Linked DNA regions of Zea mays: all the other regions are linked to region 3. A link is a contact called in public Hi-C data. All regions are on one chromosome and are shown on one strand. Each heading gives the region's core, a stretch centred on a gene start, on an enhancer-like site or on the middle of the called end of the contact. The rest is flanking DNA. Distances are from core to core; before and after follow the strand shown. Region 1 holds the start of LOC100278239. Region 2 holds the start of LOC100273301. Region 3 holds the start of LOC109946021.

Region 1 (3,841 bases), core at 310-2,809, 450 kb after region 3:
CCCATCTCGTCCTGTCATTGCAACCAAACGCACCCTAAAGCAGCTCGCAGTACTGGACGCGACGTGGGCCGCCACTGGACGTGAAGAGCGGACGTGAGCGTGATACAATAGACCGCCTATTCGCTTGTACTGAGCCGCGACCGGGGTTGCAGCCCAGACAGCCCCGGACGCAGATCCGCCACTGTCGGCAGCGACGGCGGCCTGAGATCCGTTTCCAGGAACGGGACGAGGGGATGAACTCGTAACAGCAGGCGTGACTGGGCTCTAGAAGGGTTTAAAGCAACGACGATAACAAATTTACAAACGACTAGGTATTATAATACTACAATCCCAATTGCACGCTTCAGAGTAATATTTTTAAGAAGCCCACTTACGGGAGTACCTGAGTTCCAAAAAACTCCAGACCAACACGAGTCTTTTGTGTGCACTTTGTCCTCGCTCGTACACACCCGAAAAAATTTCTTGGTCGGTCACCCATCTTAAGATTGCTCTGAGCTAAGCACGCTTAACCTAGAGGTTATTTCGAGGTAGACTTCCAAAAAAGAAGATGCACCTTGTTGGTATGAGTATTATTTTAATTCTATTAAACCTTGGTCCGGGATATCACCATCCACTGGGACCAGAATATCACATTTGTTTAGGAGATTTATTTGTGACCTAGATTAACGAGATTTTTAGAAGTCCTAATTCACGCTCTCTGAGAGGCGCCAGTGTTCCTTTCACTCATATTTTGCAACATTAGGTGACTCTATGAATGGTCATCATTGGATTAACTAGTTTTTGAAGTCTTTTTTTGCATGATTCTAGATAATTCTCTTAGTTGGAAAACTAAATAGATTGAAAGGCATATCTCTATCTCTACTATAATTTCTTCCCACGCCCCAAAAAATTTCTTCCCACGCGCACACGCGGAAAATTCTAAAAATTACACACTCATTAGGGTTTGAACCTGGTCCCAAGAAATAAATTTTCGCTTCCTAACCACTGCACATGTTGATTTGTGCTATATAAAGGATATGCAATATATACACACACAATTTTAGAATAAAAAATCGTGCCAGATCGGGCCATCACTGGGTCGAGAAAACGGCCTAGGCACAACACAGATCCACTTTAAATCGTATTGGATCGAGCCATGGCACTATTAAATAGATCGTGACTTAGACCGACATACAACATATTTAGTCATCTATAATCCAGTACCTTGGCTCATCGTATTTGATCTCGCGAGTGTGAAAAAAGAGAAAGAAAAAAAATCATCTTGTCTGACCCCACGCTACATATCCGGTCATTCACACTCAACTAATATATGTATTTGGATCATTTTTGAATAGCTGTCTTATTTAAGTAATGTCGTTTTATATGATAAGAGTTGTAGGAAGGAGAATAGACAAATGTTCTACCAGGGACTTATTTGGAAGACGTGAGGTGTATGCTGCAGTTCAATAATAATAAAATCCAGCCCCTTTTTCAAAAAAGACCCAGATAAGCCAATCCCAACTCGGGTGGTTCCCGTTTACCGCGCTAACGGACAAAACCAAACGCCGTCACTTCCCATCTTTCAGTCCACCCCAGATGGCCCTCAAAGCCGCCGTCTCCGTCACCCCGTTGCTGCCGTCGCCTCCCCTCCGCCGTCTCCTGCTCTCCCCCTCTCCTAGCTCCGCGGCGGCTCGTAGGATCGCGAGGGTTTCCGCGGCGATGGCGACGACAGAGGTGCACCCAGCCGTGGTGGTGGGCGGCGGCCGCGTAGGCCAGGCGCTCGTGTCCATGGGCCCGCCGGGAGGTGACGTCCTCGTGGGCCGCGGAGAGAAGGTACCCGACGATGCGCCTGGACCGATACTGGTGTGCACGCGCAACGACGACCTCGACGCCGTGCTCGAGGCCACCCCCAAGTCGCGCTGGCGCGGTACGTGCTCTCCAACTCCGCCCACCTCGTCTTCGTGTCCTCTGCTCTCCCGGCTGATGTGCTTTGGGTGGGCGCTTGCATTTGCCTGCCGGAGTTCGTATTCGTTCTGTGCCGCTGCATGTGTTCGATCAGGTCTGTTTATGCGCGTCTTCCCTTCGGCCTTGCATTTTAGGCAAACCGTGCCTGAAAATTGAAATACTGAACAACTTGAGCTGTATTAGCCAATCTGTTCTGGCTACTCAGTTCATTTTTTTTGTATGTACAAACTGCACAACAGTGGTGTGGTGTCATGCAATTCCAATAAGACAATAGTAATCGATACCCTGATGGTGTAAGTAACCGTCAGGAACATGGGATCTGCAGAGGAGCAATTGGAAGGCTGAAAGAGCAGAAGGTTGAGCGGGAGGAGTAATCTGAGTAATTGAATTTTGTTTGTGATTAGGCCTATTGGGCCAGGGGTTTGGGCCGTCTGGCCTTGTAAAGAGGGTGTACTTAAACCCTGAATCATCTGGTAATCGGCAAGAGGAAAATAGAAGAAAAACCACCAAACAGAATTTCTGTTTACCTGCGCTTGTCCTCCCCATCGGAGGCAGCCACCGTGAGTGCTCACGTCGGAGTTGGCGCTACTCCGGCCATGGGTCTCACACTTGGTATCAAAGACGGGTCAGCGGTCTTGCTGGGTAGCGATTACCAGCGTTGTCAATACGGCGCCTGTCACCAAACCATTGGTGTAGACACATTTTGTTTTGGAAGCCATGGCGGATCGGGATCGGGAAACTCAGGAGAGTTTGAGCAAGGTCATGGAGACTCTGGTAGTGGTGAGTGATCGATTGAATGATGTCGAGCGCGTGCAACAACAGATGATGATGCACACGAATTTGGCTGCGTCTGTTGCGGAGCAGGCGGCGAAGGAGCCAGTCGAGTTATGTCGTAAGGTGGAAGAAACAGGGAAGGTGGTGGCCCAAATCCGTTTGGAATTGATGGGGAAGCAGTTGGAGGATTCTTCTGGGGGAGCGGAATTTCCATCATCCGCTCATCAACATCACAGTGAATCAACAGGTTTCAGGGGAAGACAGGAGCATGTGGAATCCCGTGGTGAATTCAGAGGTGGTCCTTCTAGACCATCTGGTGATGTTCATCAGCATTCATACCATTCTCATCAGGTATTGCCCAAACTTCCATTTCCGAAATTTGCTGAGGGTGATCCTGTGGTTTGGTTGGACAAGTGCTTGGAGTATTTTTCTGTCTACCAAGTTCCAGCATCTATGTGGTGGCACTATCATAAACTGAAGTATGGGTTGGGTGGTTGGCATGAATTTGCTGCAGCCGTTGTCAGTAAGTTTGGTGCCGAGGCTTATCCTAGAGCGTTGCGAAGACTGTTTTCGTTGCGTCAGTTCGGCACGCTGGATAACTATGTTCATGAATTTGAGCAGGCTCGGTATGGAGTGGTGGTGCATAATGCTCAATATGATGAAACATTCTTTGTTACCCACTTTGTTCGTGGTCTCAAGTTTGAACTGCAGGATGTGGTGCAAGTTCAGGTTCCCACTACGGTGGATCGTGCTATATTGCTAGCTCAGATTCAACAGGAGGTGTTGGATAGAGGACGAGGTGAAGGACAACGTCCGTTGCCATATCTGAAACAGCAACAGACACTTCCAAAAGGGGATGATAAAGGGCAACAAGGTGCTGATCTTACTCGAGAGAGACAACTTAGAGACTTCAGACGTCTCAATGGTTTATGTTATGCTTGTGGAGAACAGTTTGAGCCCGGGCATATTGCCAAATGTGCAAAGAGGGGTTCAGCTTAGTTGAATGCAGTAGTGAATGAGGTGTCTGAAATTTTGACTGATGAGATTCTACATCAGCTAGAAAAGGAAGATCAAAGTGGGGAATTATGTTGTCATCTTACTTTTCAGGCAGTTTCTGGCACTG
Region 2 (4,390 bases), core at 1,330-3,829, 300 kb after region 3:
TAGTCCACATGGTTTGTGATGGACGTCAAACACCAAAATCGATTATAGAAAATGTTCAAGCCCATTTCCCTTTCACCATCCACATTATGAATATTTCTCACTAAGCAATCTATCTCTCTAGAATAGACATCCAAGCTCAAAGATACCAAGACCAAATGGATGTCTAGAAGCACTAAGAACTTGCAATCTAAGCTCCTCTTGCATGAACACCCTTATCTACTGAACAAACATATCGATGTCATTTGGGCCAACTGCTTCTTTGACATATTCCATGATAACAAATTCATCCATTCTTTCTTTAGGACCCATAACTAAGTGCACCCGAGCCCTAGAACATCGAAGATTATCACCATCTTTAATGATCATCTTTAGAGGGAGAAAAGCTCTAGGATTGCCTGGAAAGTTCATCATTGGACGTCTGGAGCGAAGATTAGGAGAACAACATATTGAAGGGAGAACTGAGCGAAGAGTGCCAAAAGAAACTGATGTTTTCTACATTATAAGGAAAAGAACAGTTCCGAGGGCATCATAAGACAAAAGGACACTTTTCTCAGTAGATTGTGTGGGACCGTTAGAAAGGAGCAATGGACCCACCGCGGGCCTAACAATGGGCCTCCACACATATCATCTAACCGAACATTTCTTAAAGCAGTTTATTTCAATATGACTCGAGAAGAAGCAAAACTAGCATCTGACATCATTAGAGCAATCCCTGATCACATGATATGGGGAGAGGTAACCAAAGCAAGATTTGTTAGGATGTGCCTAGTTCATGAAGCGGTCAACCGACACACTAAACTAATCATCCATAAGCCTACACTGAGAGGAGCTTTCGAGACTCTTCGAACCAAAAGCCACCCACCAAACAGGGAAAGCACCATTAAATGAAAGATTAAGTGAATCCAGATGTAATGAAGAAGACGAGGCAATCATTTGATGATTTTTGAAATTGGAACCCAAAAATAAACGTTTACCACCAACTATATGATTAATAATTATTATATAATCCAATGATCAAAATTTGATTATACTGTTTGGGAGACCAACACCAGATTGGTGAACCGAATTTCTGATGGTTGGCTTGATAACAGAAGATCTAACAACATGTCGATGTTTTATGGGGGGAGAATCCGGGATCAATTTCTTAGAAAAGAAAATCAAACAACTCCATCCAATTGAATAAGATTTCCTTTTCTTCTTGCTGCAGACTAAGGTCCAATTGGCTTCTTCCATTTACCAAAGAACAAACTCAAGCTTTCAATTCAGACCACCAGTGCACAAAATATAGATGTAGACATCAAAATTATGAGTAACCACTCGCCTAAGCGAGAGAACCAGAAAACCCACTTTTTGGAAGCCACCGCAAAGCGAAAATGATAATCATATTCTTCCTTAACATGATAACCATCCAGGGAACCACCAAGAATGGCATGGAACGCCAAACTCATAGAATGCTTAGAAAGCTTACAAGTAAAGCGTCGAAAAACCGCAATAAGTAGAAAATAACCTTCAATGAATGGTGAGGGATGATGAACCGATGAAGAGAATCTATGTAGAACTTCCTTTTGAAAGCATAAACCAGGAGCCAAATCCAAATCAACAATGTTGAGGGACACATGATTGTCTCCCACTGCCATGAGAGAACAAAGGTCGAAGAACACTGGTAGGAAAAGGCAAGAAAGATGAGAGGAAGCAAAGATTCAAGGAAGGAGAGAAAGAGAGCAAACCAACTGAGGAACTAGAGAAACCCACCATTCGAGAGAGGAAGAAATAATGTCGGCAGTGGCGAAGAGAAGAGGGGGAGGGAGATTGGAGGAGAGGATAGCAGGAGGAAGAGGAAGGAGAAAGCAAGGGGAGGGAGCGGTGAGAGCACCATTGCTTAACAAAAAGCTTGGTAAACTTGTTGTACCATTTTAGCACAGTTTGGTGTCCACTTTGACTTGATGTGGATTATCTAATTTTTTTTTGCCATTTAGCTAGTTTCGAAGGTCAAAGCAGCAGTGAAGGGGTAAGTAAATAAAATAGATATGAGAGTCATGTTACATGATGTTACGTGATAATCATGTCCCACTGTTATGTTGGAGTGTATAGGTGGTCCGTCACATAGAAAAAAAAGGTAATTGTACGTGTTGCAACATTGGCAAACGAAGAGTAACCATATGTAAGAATAGAATAGAAAAGATTAGATTTCGTATTTTACAAGTGGGGATATTTTAAAAAATACGCGCGTCAACGTATGACTTCACCAAAATAGCCAGCCACACAACTTGCTCAAATACACACTCCAACGGTAGACCATTGCTATAGTGCATATGGTATATTTTATTTTGGACACCTATTTGTGTGTATATATATATAAACGGTATTTTGGTCTATATAGGCAAAAACATAAGATATGAAGAGTTGTGTGTATTTATTTATAATAATATTGTGATGTTGAAGTGTGCAATTCAGCGAGTTATGTGGTTCGCCGTTCGATAGGTATTTTGACGAAGCCAATGCATTTTTCCAACTATGTCATTTCAGTTTCAGCGGTAGTTTTGCGGCTTTTGCCGGACTTCCCCCTCATTGCCCGTCGCCAATATTCGGACGGTTCACCGGGGCCACGCCTCTCTTCTCTCCCTTTCCAAGGGCCGCCGCATCCACTCCGCCCCCCGCCTCGCAGTGCCTCCCCACCGCCCTCCGCGCCCGGCAGGCGACGTCCCGTTCCAGATCCAGGTATGCATCCTTCCCTCCGCCGCAAACGGCGTCTCTTTCCTCCATTCCTTCCCCGTTGGCAGGCACCCGCATCCCCTCCCTACGCTTGACGCCTCTGGCATGGAGTGGATATCCGAACGGGGTTCTATGTTCCCTTCCAGTCATCTTCGCCTTTCGGCTGGTTCGGATAGGGATTGGATGGTTTTGCTTGTCCGTTACGTTTCGGCCTGCGGGATCCCCTCTTTGATGTGAGCGCCGGTCGCTGGAATCCAAACCATCGCGTACCTCTCCAATCAGTCGTTCAATGTTTGCTATTCGCCTAATTTTATTTTAGCGATTTTTTTCTAGGGATTTGCCCCGGCGTGTTTCTGCCGACAGTCGTTATTAATGCTTCCGTGGATAGATGTTTTCTCGAAACTAATCAGAATTATCAATTTGGATCAATATGAACGGAATATATGGTGCGTAGTACTATGTATTTTCAGTATGGTTGCTGAATTATTCTGGAGATGAGCTTCTGGCCTGGATCTTTGATCCATTAGGGGAATAAGAGCTAATTTTGATTTGGATATTTTTGTCTCAGCCTTCAACACCCAGAAAAAAAAACTCTGCGATTCCATTGCGACAGGGACCATGATAGTGCCGCATTAAGGAGTCGTTTTCGCTGTGCATTGCACGCTGTCGTTCTGCACTTACACTTCGGCAATCCACTGTCAACAAAGACTGCTACAGTCAACGATAGTTGACTTTTTTATCCCCACAATCCAAAAGCTTCAGCCAACGATATAAATAGTAGTGCATTTTAATACTCTAATTTCTTTCAGGATAGGAGCTGTGGTAATTTTGTTAATACACATTTTTGGCCTTTCGTGCTGTCGTGGTTGAAAATGCGAACTTTAGTGCTTACTGCCCAATTATTTTATATTGTTAAATGGACTTTTGGCCTGTACTTGTAACAAAGTGATATTGTGCTCCAAATTTATTTTGCTATCACATATGTTTTTCCTATTTATTGGAATTCAGAGAGGTGGAACCAGGTGGAGAACATGCTTTGTCTCCTGTAATTTCTTTACTTAGGGCTGGTTTGGTGATCAGGTAAATGGATGGGATCCATGGGAGGAATTCCCTTCTATTTAAAATTGAATAACAAGAGGATTCCTCTCCTATGGATTCCTTCAATTCCCTGGTCACCAAATCAGCCCTTAGTGTTCTTGCTCCCAAACAAGCCCGTAATGAGATAGTTTTCTCCTATGCGACAATTAAAGCATGCTGCTCTGCCAGGAAACTGTATGCTTGTACAGACGTTTAGTGCTGCCTTTCGTGTTGAATTGATCTTGCATGCAGTAGTTTACTAGAATTTCAATGTGTACAGAGTTCTAGTAATAGATCTCGGTTCGTTTAATGTTATTATGGCTAGGAACCGTGGACTCTCATGTGGCATAATAGGTCATGATGATTCCAGAAACGCTGCTTGTCCATTAATGTTATACTTTCTCTTTAACTACAGATTTTTTTTATGACTAATGTGATACAGTAGGTTATCATTCTTTTCCAGAAATGATGATTATCCATCAAGGATCTGCTGGCAGTTGACAGTGCAATGATTTTCTTTTTCTCTTTTTTCGTGGACTGGAAACTGCAGCAAATTTTTTTCCGAAATAACTGCAGCAAAATCAGGCATCCCAAACAGCAA
Region 3 (4,222 bases), core at 1,440-3,939:
ATTATATAGTCCTTAGGGACTAATCATCATTTGTCAATCCTAAGGTTAGTAACATACATGATATTTATGTCTCCCTCTTCTGCCCAAGGGCCCTCCTCGATAACTCTCTCCTTGAAAGTTTGGGCCACATCCCCTTTAAGCTTCCACCACTTTGTTCTAGTGACCTTGTTATGCTTATTCCGTTGTAAACGAATCTTAAAACGGAAGTCAGCTACGACAAGCTTATGTTGGGTTACCACACACTCTCCAGGTATAACCTTGCAATCTAAGCAGGCATGCCTGTCCTCTTTTCTCAAGAGGACGAAATCAATCTGGCTAGTGTGTTGGCCACTACTGAAGGTCACCAGGTGGGATGTCCTCTTCCTAAAGAAAGTGTTTGCTATAAACATGTCATAGGCTAGGGCAAAGTTCAGGATTTCCTCTCCTTCTTGATTCCTAGTCCCAAAGCCGAAGCCTCCATGCACACCCTCGAAACTGGTGCTAGATGTACCCACATGGCCATTGAGATCTCCTCCTATGAAGAGCTTCTCGCCAACTGGCACACTACTAACCATGTCCTCCAGGCCTTCCCAGAACTCCCTCTTTGAGTTCTCATTAAGGCCTACTTGAGGAGCATACGCGCTGATAACATTGAGAACCAAGTCCCCAATGACCAGCTTTTTCTGCTGTAATACACGCATGTTCCATTACAAGCTTTAGAAGCACATTTCTATCTTCATTTGATTTAAAGTAACATGGGTCAAATCCTGCGTAGCTAGCTGTTCTAGATTTAGCCCTCTTATTGATCATCTGTTCTAGCTTGTTCACTGTTCTTGTTGGGAATGTAACCTCAGTAACAGGGAATGAAAGATGCTTTCTTTTGGTCCATATACCGAAAGTAGTTCCTAGTACCCTTTTTGATTGGCTTTTGCTTGCTCCATGAGTGAGTCATTCTGGTGCTATTTCTTTTGCCTAATTTTTTTAATCATTGTTATGATGTTAGGTACTCTTTTTAGCATTTTTTCTTCACCTCGGTCGAAAGTGTTACTCGGAGCTCTTAATTGATATAATCATGTGCAGGTCTCCAAGACTTAGTATCCTTTCGGTCAAAACTAGCCCGGCAGTAACCGATCGATCAATGCTTATTGTCGGAGCATGCTGCCCCATGCTCACAGAACTGGACATCAGCAACTGCTACGAGATTTCATACAAGTCACTCGAGGTGATCGGCCAAAGCTGCCAGAACCTCAGGGTCCTCAAGCGCAACGTCTTCAACTGGATCGACCCATCGGAGCATGCCGGAGTAGTTCCTGAGGACTATCTGAGAGAATGCCCCGAAGACGGCAACAGGGAAGCCATTACGATATCCAGGTTCATGCCGAAGCTGAGACACCTCGAGCTGAGGTTCTCGAAGCTGACCGCCGTCGCCCTCGGCTCCATCCCTGAAGGATGCAAGGACCTGGAGGTCCTGGACCTGTTCGGCTGCGCGAACCTTACGAGCCGGGGAATAGACCAGGCCGCTGCTAGTCTGAAGAGTCTGGTGACGCTGGTGAAGCCCAACTTCTACATACCTCGCTCCTCCTTCCACATGGGGAGGTACGGCCACTGGCAGCTCTACGACGAGAGGTTCCAGACCAATGTGTTTCAGATATGATCATAGTCTCAGGTCAGGTACTCAGGTGCTCCCTTTGACCTATGGTTTATATTCTGTGTATGTGGGCGCATATAGTGGCACCAATAACGTGTGGTTTGAATCGTTTCTCTCGACAACATTTTGTACAGATGGTTATGCTCCAGCGGTTTGTGGAGTGTGGTTGGTTTTAATATAAATGACTTATTGCCTGCAAAAGAGATGTTTTGTTTTGGCTCTCTACTTTGGTTCCAAGAACGTGACATAACATGGTTGGCTTATTCGATCCTGATTGCAAGGCATCTTTGGTGCCTGGCCCTGGGTGTCGTCTTCCTGGCCCCATGTTGCACTTGCGCCCGACCGTGACCGCTCGCTCGATGGCGTTACCAGAATGCCAGCCATGTTCGTGTCATCCGCACCGAAATCCGATGCGTTGTCGACTTGTCGCGCATCACCTTTCGGGCAGCTGCCTGACTGTCTGCATCTTTTTTTTCCCAGCAGCAGAGATGAGGCTATACAGAGTGGCTCCAATTATATCTAATCCCCAGAAGTATTTCCTCTAGCTTCTGCCAAGGGCAGAGCTGAGTTGAGACATGGAAATTGCACGCATGCCTTCCTCGAAAAGGCTGAAACCTTCCCTTTAAGATGCTGTTTGGTTCACGAAATGTAACACAAATGGTAATAGTAATGGTTACACTTGATTACTGACGGTAACAAGTTTGAATAGACTGGTATCAATTTTTAGTGTGGTATCTAATTACAGTTGGACTAAAACAAACATGATTTAACGTTATCAGTTACTTATTACGTTATAAATATGTGAACCAAACGGCACCTAAAAGACCAGCTTTACCTTCCCTTTCGTTCAACGACATCACACTGTCCTTTTCAAGGTTAACATATGCGTAACATACATGTGGTTGATCTGCATTTACAGTTCGTGAAAACTACATATCAGAAAGAGAAAAAAATAGTGGACAATGTATCCCATCCCTCCGTTTGTACCAGTCGGTGACTGACAAGAGATGGAAATCCAGTTGGCTGGCTTGATCCTACACTGTGGTTGAGATCTGGCAAGCAAAGGCCAATGGTCCATGGAGACGGAGCAGCAAAAGGCCACCGAATCCGCACATTGCTGGTTCCATATGTCTCTCTTTTGCCTAGCAGCACATCACTAGAACCCAAAGAGAGAGAAAAACACAAGTGCCAGAATCAGCAACCTCTGCTGGGATTTAGGTCCCATTATTAGGCCTGGACTGTCCCTAATTTTGTTTCTAAACGCTATATAATCCAACGATGTGTAAAACAAGAACAGATGAACAGCTCCATTCACGTGGTTTCCTGATCTTTTTCAGATTGTTTGCCGTCGAGAGAGAGAGAGAGAGAAAAGGTCATAATGGAATCAGGTGCCGTCTTGCCAAATAAGGTGCTTGCCTTATCTTGGCACAGCAGTCAGCAGGATTTATAAGAAGAGTCTCCGGGGAGACTCCACGTCCGAGACTCAGACCTGTGAACTGCTTCTGGTGGCCTGTCCATCCCAAGATGAAGAGAGGCAACACCGTCCTCGCCACCTCCATCTCCGTCTTGGTCCTCCTATCCCTTGCCTCCCAGGTCTCACGGTGTGCAGCAGCAGCAGCATCTGAGGGAAGCGCCGGAGGAGTCTCCACGGAGCGGCGGCGGGTCAGGCCTTATCTCCAGGTGCAAGAACAATTGGATGGTACGGTCAGCATTGCTCTCTTTTTTTTTTCTTTTCTCTTAATTGGTGCCTGAAATATTGCCGTGTCGCCATGCATGATTGCACAACTTATCCTACGGAGAATAACTCGTCTGCGACAAACTGATTGGCTTGTTCGTGAACTGAAGGCGACATGAAAGACCACCTGGAAACCGGGAGTCCTAGCCGGAGGCTTGGGCCTGGGCATGAGGCGGCGGGCACAGTGGAGCTGGAGCATCATCACAGGAGGATTACCACCGGGCACAAGGGTGGCAGCGCGGGTGGAGTCGCCGGCGCCGCGGGCGGGCGGAACGTGGGCGGCGGCGGCGCCGTGACGAGGCCGCACGGATCCAAGAACGGCGCGGCGGCGCTTCCGGTGCCGGTGGCGTCCGTCCTGGCGGCGCTCGCCTTGGGCTGTGGCGTCGCTCTGTCAGCCTTGAGCTCCTGATGAAATAAAGCTCTTGTCTTTCTCGATTTGTTTCGTTATATTAAATATCATATCAAATTATCAATCATGGTGTGCAATGACATTTCACGCGAATTCTTTTTTTATTCTTACCCTTTCTTGTTTCTGTCCTCGGACAATTTCACATGGAGGAAACTTGTGTCAAATTTCTGCGAACTTCTGTTTATGCTTGATTGATGTGGAAAAATCGATGTATTTACTGTTACCAGCGTGGTCCTTTTGTAATTTATTACGTTGATCTTGATTCGTTGCATTCAGGCACTTGGTTAGGCTCTGCTGTAATATAATCAGATTATAAAATCAAACCTTGATCTAAACATGATTAATTATATAACATATATTATAACAAAACGTTTGATTATTATAATCTTATGATCTAGGTGAGACTAGATTACAAGGGACTATGCCCTAACATGCTAAAAGTCTAACTTAT

Evidence for each region. A called contact is a pair of places that touch in the nucleus more often than the background predicts.
Region 1: a Hi-C map of tassel shows a contact between it and region 3, with 4 times the contacts expected there. The contact joins the promoter of LOC100278239 here to the promoter of LOC109946021 in region 3. A contact is called at or near these places in 2 of 25 Hi-C or Micro-C datasets (leaf and tassel).
Region 2: a Hi-C map of tassel shows a contact between it and region 3, with 2.3 times the contacts expected there. The contact joins the promoter of LOC100273301 here to the promoter of LOC109946021 in region 3. A contact is called at or near these places in 2 of 25 Hi-C or Micro-C datasets (ear and tassel).

Annotation. Positions count from the first base shown.
Region 1 is chr4:70,905,250-70,909,090 of Zm-B73-REFERENCE-NAM-5.0, forward strand. It overlaps LOC100278239, which reads left to right and starts at 1,560. Exons shown (of 5, transcript NM_001151580.3): 1 at 1,560-1,906. The coding sequence starts at 1,576.
Region 2 is chr4:70,754,649-70,759,038 of Zm-B73-REFERENCE-NAM-5.0, forward strand. It overlaps LOC100273301, which reads left to right and starts at 2,580. Exons shown (of 2, transcript NM_001147742.1): 1 at 2,580-2,718.
Region 3 is chr4:70,456,307-70,460,528 of Zm-B73-REFERENCE-NAM-5.0, forward strand. LOC109946021 reads left to right here and starts at 2,690. Exons shown (of 2, transcript XM_020552555.3): 1 at 2,690-3,326; 2 at 3,473-4,033. The coding sequence starts at 3,152. The coding sequence ends at 3,771. LOC100282400 reads left to right here. Exons shown (of 2, transcript NM_001155311.2): 2 at 1,060-1,824. The coding sequence ends at 1,633.